Regions from separate parts of the Zea mays genome. Here region 2 is linked to region 1. The links are chromatin contacts, called in public Hi-C maps. All regions are on one chromosome and are shown on one strand. The core of a region is the stretch at or near the end of the contact, and the rest is flanking DNA. Distances in the headings are between cores, read along the strand shown.

Region 1 (4,249 bases), core at 1,276-3,775:
GGATCACCAATTCAACTCTGAGCAGAGATCTGTGGAGTTAGAACCATGCTACACAGGGCCTACATTTATCTTTTCCGTTTAGCTCCAAAGACAAAATATGATTGCAACCAGCAGATCAGATGAGTGGATTATTTCTTGTACACGGCAAATTCACACCTCGCATCTCAAAAACAATCGGTGCTACAGATACTTGCAGCAGGGATAAAACGTATCAATTAGAGAACAAGAGAACTAATACATCAGCACACCCTTCCCTCATGTCACAATTGTGACAAATATCTAAAATACACCGGTGTTCCAATACAATCCCGCCAAAACCCAAGTATTTCAGCAGGGATTTAAAACCAACACAATGTTGCGTGAATATATTTTCAACCCACCCAGCACCAAACGTAGAAGCATCACATGGAACTGCAGCACTTGCTCTTTGGGATTTCCTGCGCCGGACCTGGGACAAGGACCTTTGTCCCCGGCATTGCTGGGGCAGCTCCATTGCTCTTCGGCTCCGACACCATGTTCTTCTTGCTGTGGATCTTGAATATCTCTGTCAAGACAGTTTGAAAAGCACTCTCTACGTTTGTTGCCTGGAGCGCAGAGGTCTCCAGGAAGAAGAGGTTCTCCTTCTCGGCAAACTCCTTGGCATCTTCAGTGCTCACCGCTCGCTGCTCCTCGAGATCACTCTTGTTGCCAACCAGCATTATCACAATGTTCTTGTCAGCATGGGCTCGGAGTTCATCTAGCCAGCGGGGTATATGATCGAAGCTCTGGCGTCTGGTAATGTCATAGACCAGCAAAGCTCCCAGTGCACCTCTGTAATAAGCACTTGTCACAGCTCTGTACCTGCAGTAGTTGGGTGTAACCAGCAACTCAGCATGAGAAGTCAATGAAGAAAAAAGTGATGGAAAGCAGGTGCAAAAAGTCACAGCACCTAAAAATGGCTAAATATGCCATGCTTTAAGGCCACGGATATGAACCAGGACCCAATATATAAAATAATTTCCACGGGTCAGCACTCCGATAATCAGAATGCCCGAACACTATGAACATGTCTAGGGGTGGTAATAGATCACGATTCAAATGTTTCTGCACAATTTATTTGAGCCCTTAAATAATTTTAGTTAAAAAAATAGAAATAGAGCTCAATCCTAATCTGGTCTGATCCTTAAATTTTATAGTGTAAAAATTTTAGTGTAAAATTTAGAACACATTACCACCCCTAAACATGTCTAAAGCAAATGATGATTCTAATATGAAGAGTACTTCGAGAGTGAGAATCATGCACATTGTAAGTTTTCTTGTCATGAGTAAAGAATTGCCTGAAGAAGATAATGACAGACTGATGCTTGTATTCTACTTCTACGAAATTCTCCCAGTTCTACTAACAGGGCACGAACATGCCTTGCGGGCTCAAGCTATTAAGGCATATTTGCTCAAAATAAGGAGTAATGACATGTTGACAGCTGACGATGATTTGTGACCAAACGAGGAACCATGACCTAGTGCACAAGCAATGTACCTCAGATTCAAACCAGCATGGTAGGCCTCCCACCAAAGAGGTCTGAACAAACAAATTTTTTTTATCAAAGGTTTTAGATTCTTGCAGAGCATTTCATAGTACGTCTATCAGGCCTGTTGATTTGTGTACCACAAAAACTTTAAAGGTGGTGTCAATTGTGCATTAGATGACGTCGGGTATCGGAAAGCAGAAGAGCGAAGTACAAGGTAAATGTGAACAATTCAGAATTCGAATAATATTGTCCCATTTGCTCAAGCTCCCAGTCAAGCTCAAGCAACTTCTGTCAATGCAGAACCACCACCTCCACTACCTATAGCACACGTTTACTTCCTCAAATTACGGTTCCAAAAACTACAGAGCAAGTAGAAGCCAACATGAATGATTGAATTCGTCGTGCCTCAACAGTTAAAGACTTCAGTAATAGCACTGCACCATAAGCATAGAGCTGCCAGATCTAATCACCTAACAGCACATTGTCCTTTGCTGGTAAGGTAGGTGTGAACGCGCAAAAAAAAGCAAATGCTTCAGAAGTAGAGATCCACCATTGCGCTCAGCGTTTCAGCAACCGCTACAGTCCAGAGAGATCTAATGCGCCAGAGGAACGGATCGAGGAGCATGATTTGCGCAAGAGACTAGTGAGTAAAGCAGCGGATAGGATCGGGAGTAGAGCGGGGAGGCGGACGGATGGACGGGTGCGTTGTTTGCTGGTACCTCTCCTGGCCGGCGGTGTCCCAGATCTGGGCCTTGACGCTCCTGTGGTCGATGACGAGGGTGCGGGTCTGGAACTCGACGCCGATGGTGGCCTTGGAGTCGAGGCTGAACTCGTTGCGGGCGAAGCGGGCGAGGATCTGCGACTTGCCAACCGCCGAGTCGCCGATCAGCACCACCTTGAAGACGTAGTCCACCTTGTCTCCAGCCCCCGCCATGACACGGCGCCGGTAGCGAGCTGTTGGCGGCGCTCTTGCTCCGGCTCCGGGGGGCAAAGAGAGGAGAGGCAGCTGCGCTACTGACTGCCGGGATGCGCGTGCGCGTGCGCTTTTCGTTGGTTGTTGTATGGTTTTTGAAAGCAGACGAGACGACACCGGCTGGTTTTCTTTTTAGATTTTGTTTTCTAAAAGTTCAAATTTATACTTCTAAGAGCAAGTCCAATAATTCTAAGAGCAAGTCCAATAGTTCTCTAAAGACTTCTAGATCAATAATAGATAAGGCCCCGTTAAACTTTAGCTACTTTATAATCAAACAAGATAACTAATAGATCGACAAGATAAACTTTAGCTGGCTAAGAGCATCTCCAAAAGACTAGCTAAATAACTCGTCAAGCTAAATTTTAGCTACTCAATAGTAAATTAAATCTCCAACAGACTAGCTATCTGACTCGTAAGCTATCTGACTCTGTAAATTGTCTCTCTCACTAGCTAAATTTGACTAGCCAAACTAGATAGATAGTCTGTTGGACTGAGATGCTATATATAGAGTGTAATATTTATAAAAACGTAAATAGATAGTCAAATAGAGAGAAAAAAAATGAAGAGTTTCTTGTAGATGCTCTAATAGACTAGATAAGTTTTAGCTAGAACTCAGATTTCATTATTCCATCCATTTCTCAGCCCCAGCTAATGACAACTAATATTAGCTGATTGACTCGTATATCTATAACTTTCATCTATCCATGATATAGTATCGTAAAATCAAAAGGATATTTATGTCATTTTATTCGTATTAGCTAGTTCATTATCTAGAAAACCAAACAACATATTGCTTGCTAAAATTTAGCTAGCTAATATTTTTAGCTAATCTTTAGCTAGCTAAAATTTAATTAGGAAAGAACCAAATAAGTTTAAGACCCGTTAGAACTTTGCTAAGGGTCTGTTTGGATCCTATATGGTAATCTTTAGCGGTTTAGCACACTTTAAGGAGCTAAACTGTTTGCTAAAAGTGTAGTGCTAAACATGTCCTAAGTTTGGAATTTTAGAAGGTAGTCGTGTAGGCAGTCATACAGAAACTTTTTCATGCGTGTGATGTGTGGATGCAAGAGAAAAAAGTAACAACTTGTAAGAGCAAATAATGCAAAGCACAGCCAGTCGTGCAGGAATAGAGACTGAAGCTGATGGTATTAACCTGCCGTAACGTAATGATTCTTTGGACCCGACTGCGCCTTTATTTCTTTGGAGCCGATTCAAAGGGGTAAATCGATGCGCAGTTAGCTTTGGCAAAAACAAAAGAGCAAATCTGTAGTGGCAAGCGGGGGTGCCATGCCATGATGTATCTGTCAGGCTTACCATTGGACAACTTATGTAGTTATGAATGATACAAATGTTATAATACTTTACGTTATTAGTGCAAACATCAAACCGACCTTAGCTCAGTTGGTAGAGCGGAGGACTGTAGTATTTGCAGAATTAATCCTTAGGTCGCTGGTTCGAATCCGGCAGGTCGGAATTTTTTTTAAGTTTTTTTTTGTCCGGACTGGCCTGGTGGCTGGTGCTATGAAATTTGTTGATGTAGCTGCGCTTTCACGAGTTCAACTGAACCTCATAATTCGTAGTCTCAGATTCTTTACGCTTCGTCATCATCATCATCCAGAGAAAGAAAACAAGATCAACGAATCAAATGGTAGACGCTAAACATTTTTTTGCATTGGAGACCTAATCCGTCGACGGTGGTACTACAAAGATAAATTAGACACACCGCTAACTAGCAATAGATGCGTCAAACTCGAGCTCATTAACAACA
Region 2 (4,249 bases), core at 886-3,385, 180 kb before region 1:
GTTTCGTCAAATCAGATCTTGCCCCTGTGGAAAAGCAATGCAAGGTGCTCAGGAATCAGGGACAGATCGCCCGGGTCCGCTTTAGGCCTTGTTCGTTTACGTCGGATTGCAACCAGAATCGTTCCACCTAATCAAAGTTTATATAAATTAGAGAAGCAATACGGTTAGAAATCTTTCTGACCCATTAATCCGGCAGAAACGAACAAGCCCTTAAGACGAAGGAGAGGCCTGGCTTAGAGTGGCGTCGCACTGATGGTCTTTTGCTTGTACCTTCGTCTTCTAGGCCGGGGTAGACGTCTAGTCCTTGTTGATGACCTTGCTTACTTTGGGTCGCCGTCATGCAACTATGGCGGCCATTGTTTTTTTTACGGAATACATTCTTCGACTAGTTATCTCTGACCACTGGGCACCGGCCAAAAAAAGAAAAGAGAATAAAAAGAAAAAAAATAGCTCCGGCAACCGGCGTCGTTGTTTTTTTTTTTTTGCAGTCGTACACTCGTACTGTCTCATGTCATGCCTACCGTGGAGTCTACTGTACAACTTCATGCCACAGCTGGAGGCAATCAAGGACTTCCAAGTAACCGCGGGCCGCGGTTACTATCTTATTACAGTGACCAATTTCTTGAGGCATTCATATCCAGATTAAAAAAACAATGTACTAGTACCGGGATGGAAAGCATCCGACATGCTGATTCTTTCTACCATACCATCCACGTTACTTTTCCCTCCGTCTGAAAAAAATGCAGTTCTATAATTTCTAATGTCTAAGACGAAAACGTCGGGTATACTCCTTTATATAATTTTTTAGTTCAGGTTTAAAACGTTTAGCTAGAAACCAAACTAGAATCGCAAATTTTTCCCGGAGGGAAGCAGCACAGCACTTAGACGACACCGATCAATGACCATCGTCCTCGCATGGCGAAGGTAAATGCAAATCGATCAGACCTGGTTTAACAAGGCGTCATGGTCAGGCTTCTCCATGTCGTCCGTAGCATCATCCCCTGACCCGCCGCTGGGCCTTTCCGCCGGTGCCCCGTTGATCGGGACGACGCGCTTGCTGCCGCCGCTGTCGTCGACGGCGTCCGGATCCGTCCGGCTCGGCCGCTGCCACGACACGGACCGCCAGATCGACGCCAGCCACCCGGGCGTCCGCTCCGCGGCGCCGGGGTATGCGGCGAGGCTCGCGGCCCGCCGGTGCCCGCGCACCGCGGTGAGCTCCTTCATCACGTGCTCCGGCAGCCGCAGCGTGTGCCGGTCGGGCACGTCCATGGCGGACTGCGTCCGCCGGTAGTGGAACTCGTGGTAGGGGGGCGCTGCGCCGAGGCTGGCGACGACGGACTCGGGCGTGCAAGCGGCGACGAGGCGCGCCTCGCCCCGCTCCTCCTCGTCGTCCGTCTCCTCCCGCACCGCTTCGTGCGGGCGCGCCGCCAGGTTGGACCCGGACCCGGAGCCGTCAGAGGACGCGGGAGGGTAGTAAGGCGCGGCGGCGGCCGTGAGGTCGGCGCGGCAGAGCGGGCACGTGACGGCGCCGGCGAGCCAAGGGTCGATGCAGTCCGGGTGGAAGACGTGGCAGCAGGCGGGGAGCACCCGGAGCTCGTCCTGGTCCTCGAACGCGGCGAGGCACACGGCGCACTCGAGCGGGCCCGACCCGGACCCCGATCTGGCCGCCACGCGCGCCTTCACGTCGCCGTACACCGCGGTGGGGAACGACTCGACGACCTCCTTGTCGAGGCCGGCGCGCGCGCCGCCACCGCGGGGGTCCGGGTGGGCGGCGCTCCCTCCGGCCTGGTGCTGGTGGTCCGGTGGGGCGTAGCGGGACGGCCGGCGCGGGGGAGCAGGGCGGGTCGGCGCGCAGCGGTTGATGTAGATGGAGAAGAGGGTGAGCACGACGAGGGCGGAGATGAGTGCCACCAGCACGATCACTGTGGTTGGGGTGAACCCGCCGCCGGCGGTGGTTCGGGAGTGGTGTTGGCTGCTCGTGCTGTTGTTGTTGCTCGGCTGAGCCACAGACGGTCGCGCCGCGGTGGACAGGAGCACGAGGAGCAGGACGGCGAGTGGTGGCGCGACACGCCATCGGGCCATTGCCAATGCCACCTCCGGGCGCCGGAGAGAGATCTGCTGGCCTTGTATCTGGAGATTGGGAAATGGGAAGAGAGAGAGAGAGAGGTCAGAGGTGTTTTGAAGGAACCGGAATTACGCGGGCGCGCAATGTAACGCACGCGACGCGAGACAGAGGGGCCGCCTGGTCAGTGGCTGTCGGTGCGACGACGGGGGGCGGCAGAGGGGGAGACTCGCTCGACGGAGCAGGTCACGGCCACGTGGCGATGCGCTGACTCGCGCATGCCTGCCCCAGCCATGCCATGGCATAGTCCGCGCCCGGTCAGGAGTCAGGACACAAAGGCACGCGGCATGGATTAGGCGTGCAAACGTGCAGAACTGCGGACGTGGGCGGTGCCGCGGTGGCCTGGTGCTGATGGATGAAGGCTGTCCAGTCTGCACCCGAGATTCATGCCTGCAATTTGTCGGAGCTGCTTAATCATTCTCTTGTTTAACGGGTCAGCTGAGCTCGCCGGTGACAAACTATAGTGCGCCATGATCTCAGCTGGAGCAGGTGAACGAATGAGGCTGTGGTTTGGTCGAGATTTGATAATGCGTTTGCTTGTGCAGATCGATCACCCTCACACCCCCCTCTTGGATAGAAAATAAATTAAAAACAAACTGAAAAGAAAAAGAAACGCCGAGCCTCATCACCGAGCATCTCCAAGAACACCCAGTATTTAACCTCTAAATATATTTTGATTCGGATCTCCTCCAAAAGCTTTTGGACCTAGCAAACAGTTTCCAATTATTTTGCCAAGAAAACATGTGGCTTGTCTCGGTGGACCATTCTTCACCTCGAGTAATTTGCTAACACGAGAGAAGGATTGGGATTAGCAAACACTGCATCTTACACGTACGCGTCATCCAAACGAGCCTGCTGTTTGGAGCAGGTTGCATCCCACATGTACGCTGTGCGGCCGCCAAGCTCACGTCACGGACGTGCGAACACAGAGACAAACACGCGAACACGGCGCATGAATTTGAGATGTTGCCGCGGGAGAGGTCAAAATGAGGAGGATTGGGAGAGATGATCCGGCTCATGTTTTCGCAGCTATGCATGATATTGGGAGAGCATGAATTTGAGAGTTAATTTTTCTAATTTCTTCTAAAATATATTGGGAGAGATGATCCGGCTCATGCTTCCGATATCTCTAATCCTAAAATATACTCCCTCCGTTTCTTTTTAGTTGTCGCTGGATAGTTCAATTTTACACTATCCAGCGACAACTAAAACGAAACGGAGGGAGTATTTTAGATGATCCGTCGATTGCCGCGGGAGAGCATGAATTTGAGACTGTTGAAAGTTAATTTTTCTAATTTCTTCTAAAATATATTTTAGGATTAGAGATATCGGAAGCCGTTGGAGATGCTCTAGGACTGTGCAACAATCGACGCAACCGTTTTCTACTCGTTTCCACCGCCACTTCAAAAGACGAACGAACCGAGGACAGTTCTGAGCAGATCGCTTCCCGACCAGCCTGCCGCCGCCTTGCATTGCTGCTGCTGCGCGGTGTCAAAATTGTCAGGCAGGAGTCTGTTCTGCCTGTATCTGTAACCTCACTCGAGCAGAAGTTAAGCGAGCATCGTGTTTCAAGCAAAAGGATCTCCGAGCAACGCTGAAACCGTCCGTTGCAGTGTGAAATCTGGAAGCCAGCAGGTCTAGCTAGTCATTTTTATGTGTGACGACGTACTCATTGCTGATTTGAATCCTTCAACTCTTCGGCGTCGCGTCGATCGGTAATATGTTATGTTATATCTCTCTCTTGCCGATCTCATTTCGTGTGGCGTGCTAGTCAATATGAATTCCCATTCCGTGCGTGCCTGGCGCTAATCATATATAGGCGACTCTTCTTTCTCGCCCATCTCCTAAACTTTATTGATTACATTTAGTCATTTTTAATCCCTAAAATACCAAACAGTATAGCTAAAATAAGTTTTCTAAAGACTAGTCTGGAAACACTATTTTCGAAGTGATTTTCATTTTTTACAAAAAAAAATAGTTCATTTTTCATTGGAAAAATTAGAATCCCTTGTAAAAATGTTTTTCCCAAACTAGCCTCAAATGAAAATTTTAGAGACTAATATTTAGTCACAAAATTTTAGTAGGGTGACTAAATAGGCCCTGTTTGTTTCCACTTATAGATTATAT

Evidence for each region. Hi-C and Micro-C count contacts between places; a contact is called where the count stands out from the background.
Region 2: a Hi-C map of ear shows a contact between it and region 1, with 4 times the contacts expected there. The contact joins the promoter of LOC100304262 here to the promoter of LOC100272235 in region 1. A contact is called at or near these places in 9 of 25 Hi-C or Micro-C datasets (bundle sheath, ear, endosperm and 3 more).

Annotation. Positions count from the first base shown.
Region 1 is chr9:156,001,085-156,005,333 of Zm-B73-REFERENCE-NAM-5.0, reverse strand. It overlaps LOC100272235 (Ras-related protein RABA4a), which reads right to left and starts at 2,525. Exons shown (of 2, transcript NM_001159426.1): 1 at 2,228-2,525; 2 at 193-840. The coding sequence starts at 2,442. The coding sequence ends at 402. It overlaps LOC100280724 (protein binding protein), which reads right to left. Exons shown (of 5, transcript NM_001153644.2): 5 at 4,122-4,249. It overlaps TRNAY-GUA (transfer RNA tyrosine (anticodon GUA)), which reads left to right and starts at 3,868; the gene lies at 3,868-3,954.
Region 2 is chr9:156,183,184-156,187,432 of Zm-B73-REFERENCE-NAM-5.0, reverse strand. It overlaps LOC100304262 (putative RING zinc finger domain superfamily protein), which reads right to left and starts at 2,135. Exons shown (of 1, transcript NM_001165705.1): 1 at 767-2,135. The coding sequence starts at 2,082. The coding sequence ends at 940.